Linked DNA regions of Mus musculus: region 2 is linked to region 1. Evidence: chromatin contacts called from public promoter capture Hi-C data. All regions are on one chromosome and are shown on one strand. Each heading gives the region's core, a stretch centred on a gene start, on an enhancer-like site or on the middle of the called end of the contact. The rest is flanking DNA. Distances are from core to core; before and after follow the strand shown.

Region 1 (2,858 bases), core at 101-2,600:
ATAGAGAAAAGGACCACATGACTCTCTTAGATTCGTTGGTCTTTCCGGACCCAGTAACGTGCACCAGGCTTGTTCAGTCCTGGCTCTGTAGCTTGTCTCTCAGAATGGTAGGTAATCAGCCACACTGACTGTGAGGGTCTGGTATTCTCTACTGCATGACTCAAAAGAAAGGGAATTTAATGTACTGTGTGTGTGTCTGTGTGTGTGTCTGTCTGTCAGGGGTGTGTGTCTGTCTATCTGTCAAGGGTATGTGTGTGTGTCAGGGGTGTGTGTAATTGAAATTGAGAAGGCCGATCACTATTATTTAAATCTAATATACTTATATATTTATATTGTAATCTTATATATTTCATTTTTTAATCCTAAATTAAATATTACTGAATATAAACAAAATCTATTCAAAACAGTGTTAAGTCCTTAAAGAGGAACCATGAGCTAGACTCAGTCAAAAGTATAGTCATTCAGATCTGTGGTCCTCAGATGTATGTATGTGGTGTCTTATATACATCCATCTCTCATGACAACGCACTTGGCTATTTAGGTTCTGTACTGAAAAGTAACCTGTGATGAAGGTCAGTATGGTTTCTCCAGGTCTTCCAGAAAGAGCTGGGGAAGAGGACCAGCAGCGTGCAGGCCCTGAAGCGCTCTGCCAGGGAACTCATCGAAGGCAGCCGAGATGACTCCTCCTGGGTCAGGGTCCAGATGCAGGAGCTAAGCACCCGCTGGGAGACCGTGTGTGCACTCTCCATATCAAAGCAGACGCGGCTAGAGTCAGCCCTGCAACAGGTAAAGTCCACATTACTGAGAGCTCAGTATAGCTGGTGAAGCCCTGCAGTCACAGCAAGGACAGCTCAGGTGGACTAGCGGGGCCAGTCCTCACCCTCATCTTAGACAGTTGTCAAGGAGGTCTCGTCTGTCTCATAACTGTCTGGACCCTTCTTCATGCTTCTCTGGAGAATTCCAAGTACTTAGCAGCAAGTACTTAGCAGGGGTATTTACTAATCTCTGCTTAGTACTGCTTGAATAAGTCACTTGGGAGTCCGACTGGCTGCCTCACACTGAACACTAGGCTGCAAGAACGATGAACTAGGCTTCCTGTGGGCTCCTTGGTATCTTACATCTCTCCTTATATTTTGAAAAGAAAAAAAAAATACCCCTGTCTTCTTAATAGGAGTAATGTGCATAATTAATTCACACTAAGACTTTTTCACTGGGAGGGGCCATGTGTGGTTCTGTAACGGTCATTAACGGGTATCCCGTGAAATCCTGTTTTCTGCGTGTGTGCTAACTGTTAGGCAGAGGAATTCCACTCTGTGGTCCACACCCTCTTGGAGTGGCTGGCAGAAGCAGAGCAAACCCTGCGTTTCCATGGTGCTCTCCCAGATGATGAGGATGCTCTCCGGACTCTCATTGAGCAACATAAAGTGAGTAACTTCCAGTACAAAACGGGAAACTGAAAAGGGAGAGAGAAGAAGCCCGTGACTGATTGTCGCGAGTATGAGACTGTCTCCCTCCTCCCTGCTTACACACCTGGATAGGCAGCTGTACTTTTTTTTTTTTTATAGTTTTTTTTTAATTAGTTATTTATTTCATTTGCATTTCCAATGCTATCCCAAAAGTCCCCCCCACACGCCCCACCACCCACTCCCCCACCCACCCACTCCCGCTTCTTGGCCCTTAAGATTCCCTTATGAAAGAAAAGTAGTCATTGGAGAACTAGGCTCTCTGCTTTGTGTCTCTGGGCCGCACGATGACCTTCGTAGAGGATCATCCGGTTTCTGACCAGAGTGAGCCCCTTCTGTCGCAATCGTATGTGTACTTCAAGGATGAAACTTCCAAAAGGAGCAGCTTGGCATTTACAGGATATCCCACTAGAACTGTGTCTTAATAGTTTTTACATCTGCATGCAAAGTAAGCAACTCATTTAAAGCCTAAACTATAACTCTGCAGCCCCTTTCTCTCTGGGCCTTGTCTTATTCACTTGGCGAGCTTGTGTGTGGCGTGGACCACCATGTGCTTGGGGGGTGGGGGGGTCCAGAAGGCAACGCACAGATGTGTGCCCATGCCTTCTGATGCGTGGATCCTGGGACTCAAACTCAAGCCTTCAGACCCAAGGCACCCCATTCCATTCACTGAGTGGTCTCTCCCGGCCCACTTCTCATTTTTAATCAAGAACCTTATAAAAAATTATTGTAATGAGCTACCCTATAATATAGATTATAAATTTAAAGCATTGGTTTCATAGTGTTGAATGGCTAAGGGGATGGGGGGGGGGGCATGACCTCAGGTCACCAAAGCAAGCTAAGCTCTTTTCTCTAGCAATGCTTGAAACTTGGCCAAAACCACACAAAACTGAAACATGTAACAGATGTTTCTTAACCTTTGACTGGGAACGTCAGATATTCACAGTGCTTACCCCGCCCCCCCCCCCCCAATGCAGTATTGATGTCCGCACATTTCTGATTCACTTGAAAGATTTTTTTTTAAACACCATTTTTTTAAATAACCTTGCCCTTCAAGGTCACGCTGGAAGTCCCTCATTCTGCTGTAGCGTGTGTTACATCATCTGCTTCTGACTTTCATTGCTGCCCTTCCTCAGAGATTGGTTGAGTATAGCAAGGAAACGTTGCCTCCCTGTTGATAGTGGTGCAGGCTTGCCCGGCATGGCCTGGAGGACCAAAGTGCTTTGTACACTGTTTACTACCCGTGAGGCGAGACTGTAAGAGTAGGGAAAGTGTCAGGCTCATGGTGAATCTTAGAATCAGCTCAGTACTTAGAAGTCGAGCTTATACCACTGCGGGCTGGCAGCCGGCCAGCATTAGACCCTACACCAGACTGAAGTCCTACCTCATTTCTGT
Region 2 (2,858 bases), core at 98-2,597, 190 kb after region 1:
CACTCTCCAGGACACCAGCCCCCACTACCAGAACCTCAAGGAGGTACAGAGCCCCCAATTTCACCCTTTCTGCCAGCCATCAACACCTATACCCTTCTTGGGAACAGCAACCGACTTACTGTGAAAGGCACCTTTGCCTCCTCAGAGCTCCTTCCCCAGGCTGTTCCCTAAGCTCACCTAGGCACCCACAGTGACCTGCAGCAGGGCTATGGCCTCAGGACCGACCCTGCCTGCTTCCCTGCAGAACTGCGCTCCAATCTGCAAGGAAGCCTTCTCCCTCAGGACCTCCTCAGCCCTGCCTGCCACATCCCGGCCACCAGGAGGGGTTCTCAGGTACTGGGCTCACTCTGTCCCTGGAAAATCAACCTCTACAGTCTGGGTTAGCTTTTCCCTTGGTCTTCCAGAAGGTAATTAATTAGGCAAGTACATTTTTAAAGAATTTCAATCTCTCTCTCTCTCTCTCTCTCTCTCTCTCTCTCCCTCTCTCTCTCTCTCTCTCTCTCTCTCTCTCTGTGTGTGTGTGTGTGTGTGAGAGAGAAAGAGTATGTGAGTCCTTACCTTCCACGTGTTTTGAGAAACAGTCTCACTGTGTACATCAGAGCTTCTGGGGACTCACCTGTCTCTGTCTCATTGTAGGAGGGTTGGGGTCTCACACACTCTACCACATGCGTCCTCCCTAGTCCCACTTGCCAATCTGGCCCTGTCCCTCCTGCTGTGGGGATTCTAGGGACACGGAACCTCTACTTTCTGCCCTCAGGTGGCCCGCCCCTTCCCTCCTTTCCTGCTCTGAAGACTGGGGCAGGCAGGAAGGAAGCCCGTAGCCTGGGCTGAGCTTGCTCCCCCCCCCCCGCCCCCCTCCCTTGTGCTAAGCGCTTTCACTTCCTCTGCTTGTTGCCCGCTGCAGGAGCATCTCGGTGCCTGCGCCCCCGACCCTCCCCATGGCTGACACTTACGCTGTGGTGCAGAAGCGTGGCGCTTCGGCGGGCACAGGGCCGGGGCCGCGGGCGCCCACCAGCACGGACACCCCGATCTACAGCCAGGTGGCTCCACGTGCCCAGCGACCGGTGGCACACACGGAGGACGCACAGGGGACAACGGCACTGCGCCGAGGTGAGTTGAGGCCCTCCGGGGGTGTGGAGCTGAGGACAAGTACCTATTAGCAACTTTCCCGCTCTCCTAAGGCTCCCGAGGGTCTAAGCGCTGCTCGGAGGTCAGCCCCAGATCCAGCATGGCCACGCCCCTAGGCTACTAAACGTCGGGGTTCAAGCCCCAAAATGAGCCCCAGGTCAGGTCTCAATTGGGAGACTGGGCTGTCTAACCCAAGGCCCCAAAGACAGACCTCCGAACTTGGACACGCCCATGGACACGCCTCCTACCGCTACCTCGGGAAGGGAAATCGGTAGCTATGCTGCTCTAGAGTCCCTGGAACTCTTAAAAGCAGCTTGAGCTGACCCATAGGGGTTCTCCTGCCCTCAGTTCCTGCGGACCAAAACTCTTCCGGGCCTGATGCCTACGAAGAAGTAACAGATGGAGCACAGACTGGAGGGCTAGGTAAGTCAGAGCCTAGGGTGCAGCTTTGGAGAGCCCCAGGACTTCGGGAGTTCGGGCTGGGGCACTGGACTCAGGTTCTCCTTCATATACCTGGATCTGGAGCGGTGTGGGTTTGGAGGAGGTTACCCTGTCACTCCTTAGCTTCTGCATGGAGCCCTTCTTCCCTTAGGCTTCAACTTGCGCATCGGAAGGCCCAAAGGGCCCCGGGATCCTCCAGCAGAGTGGACACGGGTGTAACGAGTGCTGTGCCAGTTATAGCCTGCCACTCGGTGGTGGCTGGACTCCTGGAACCACCATACTGCTGTGCAGTGTGTTATGTATGAGTGGGACTTGTGGGCCTGATTCAAAATAAAAGTTTCTCAGGGCAGAAAAAAATAGGGGCTTTGTTCCAGTGATTCTAGCAGTCAAAGACTGGGGCTAAGAGAGGTAAGTGGGGGAGGTGGTGGATCTATTCTGAGACAATTTAAGGAAGCAGGTCAGGAGTGGCCATCACCACCCTCCTCCCCGTACACCTACCGGAGAGTGCATCCCAGACAGAGTCCTAGCTCACAGAGCCCTCAGCAGGTGCCTATCAGGATCAACAAGCTGACCTCCAGCTAGAGACACGTCTAGATAGATCCTCAGATAAACTTGCAATGAGCTAGAAAGATCTCTGGCTGGTCAGAGAAATGGAACACCAGCCAGGTAAATAGGGTGCCATCCAGAAAGACAGAACTTCCAGCCCTGACTTTCCTTGAGATGCAAGAAAGTAGATCCTTCAGAACAAACATATGCACGATGCTCCAGACCCCGATCCTGCCCCAACCCCACCCCCAACCCCACCCCGCCCCACTGCCACAATGTCACCAACACAGGAGGGTCTGTATGGCAGTTGTTCATCCAGTCAGTCCTGGCTATGCTTTCTCCAGGCTCTTGCAATTCCTGTCTTGAATCTGATGAAGGCTCCTACCATGAACTTGCGTATCTAGGCAAACATTAAAATGATTTTCGTAGAATTCAGTGAGGAGTGAGCCAAAAACTCAACTCAAGAGCCTTATGTGGCTTCATGGATCTCAGACCACAGCCAGCTGCAGGCTCCCAGGTTCATGGCGGTCCTGGGAAGCATTCGCCTTTTAGTGTTGGGGGGGGGAGGAGGTTATGAAACTTGTCTTATTTGGCCACAGTGTCTACTCTCATTGTCAAGTGCTAGAAGATCTGTGCCACGAACAGCTCGGCCAACAGGAACCAGGGATGACTGGGAAACCTTGGGAATCTTTAGCAGCTCAGTGAATCTAAATTCTAAGGTGAAAGTCTCGGGGTGGGGGTGG

Evidence for each region. Capture Hi-C pulls out chosen DNA fragments and counts their contacts.
Region 2: a contact with region 1 is called in a promoter capture Hi-C map of adipose tissue. The contact joins two enhancer-like sites. A contact is called at or near these places in 1 of 484 Hi-C or Micro-C datasets (nephron progenitors), 1 of 115 datasets of contacts at active chromatin or transcription factors (microglia) and 1 of 9 other capture datasets (adipose tissue).

What each region holds. Positions count from the first base shown.
Region 1 is chr1:34,286,596-34,289,453 of GRCm38.p6, forward strand. It overlaps Dst (dystonin), which reads left to right. Exons shown (of 103, transcript NM_001276764.1): 88 at 592-786; 89 at 1,296-1,424. Among named protein-coding and RNA genes, the nearest start is that of Gm26788, 110 kb to the left of the region's middle. Within about 2 kb of position 1,351, at least 9 of the 459 cell types and tissues checked have an H3K27ac peak or open chromatin away from gene starts, as enhancers often do. A contact at or near this core is called in adipose tissue, where this site is marked.
Region 2 is chr1:34,471,859-34,474,716 of GRCm38.p6, forward strand. Ptpn18 (protein tyrosine phosphatase, non-receptor type 18) reads left to right here. Exons shown (of 15, transcript NM_011206.2): 11 at 1-43; 12 at 245-333; 13 at 905-1,110; 14 at 1,477-1,551; 15 at 1,721-1,926. The coding sequence ends at 1,788. Among named protein-coding and RNA genes, the nearest start is that of Gm32566, 11 kb to the right of the region's middle. Within about 2 kb of position 1,348, at least 205 of the 459 cell types and tissues checked have an H3K27ac peak or open chromatin away from gene starts, as enhancers often do. A contact at or near this core is called in adipose tissue, where this site is marked.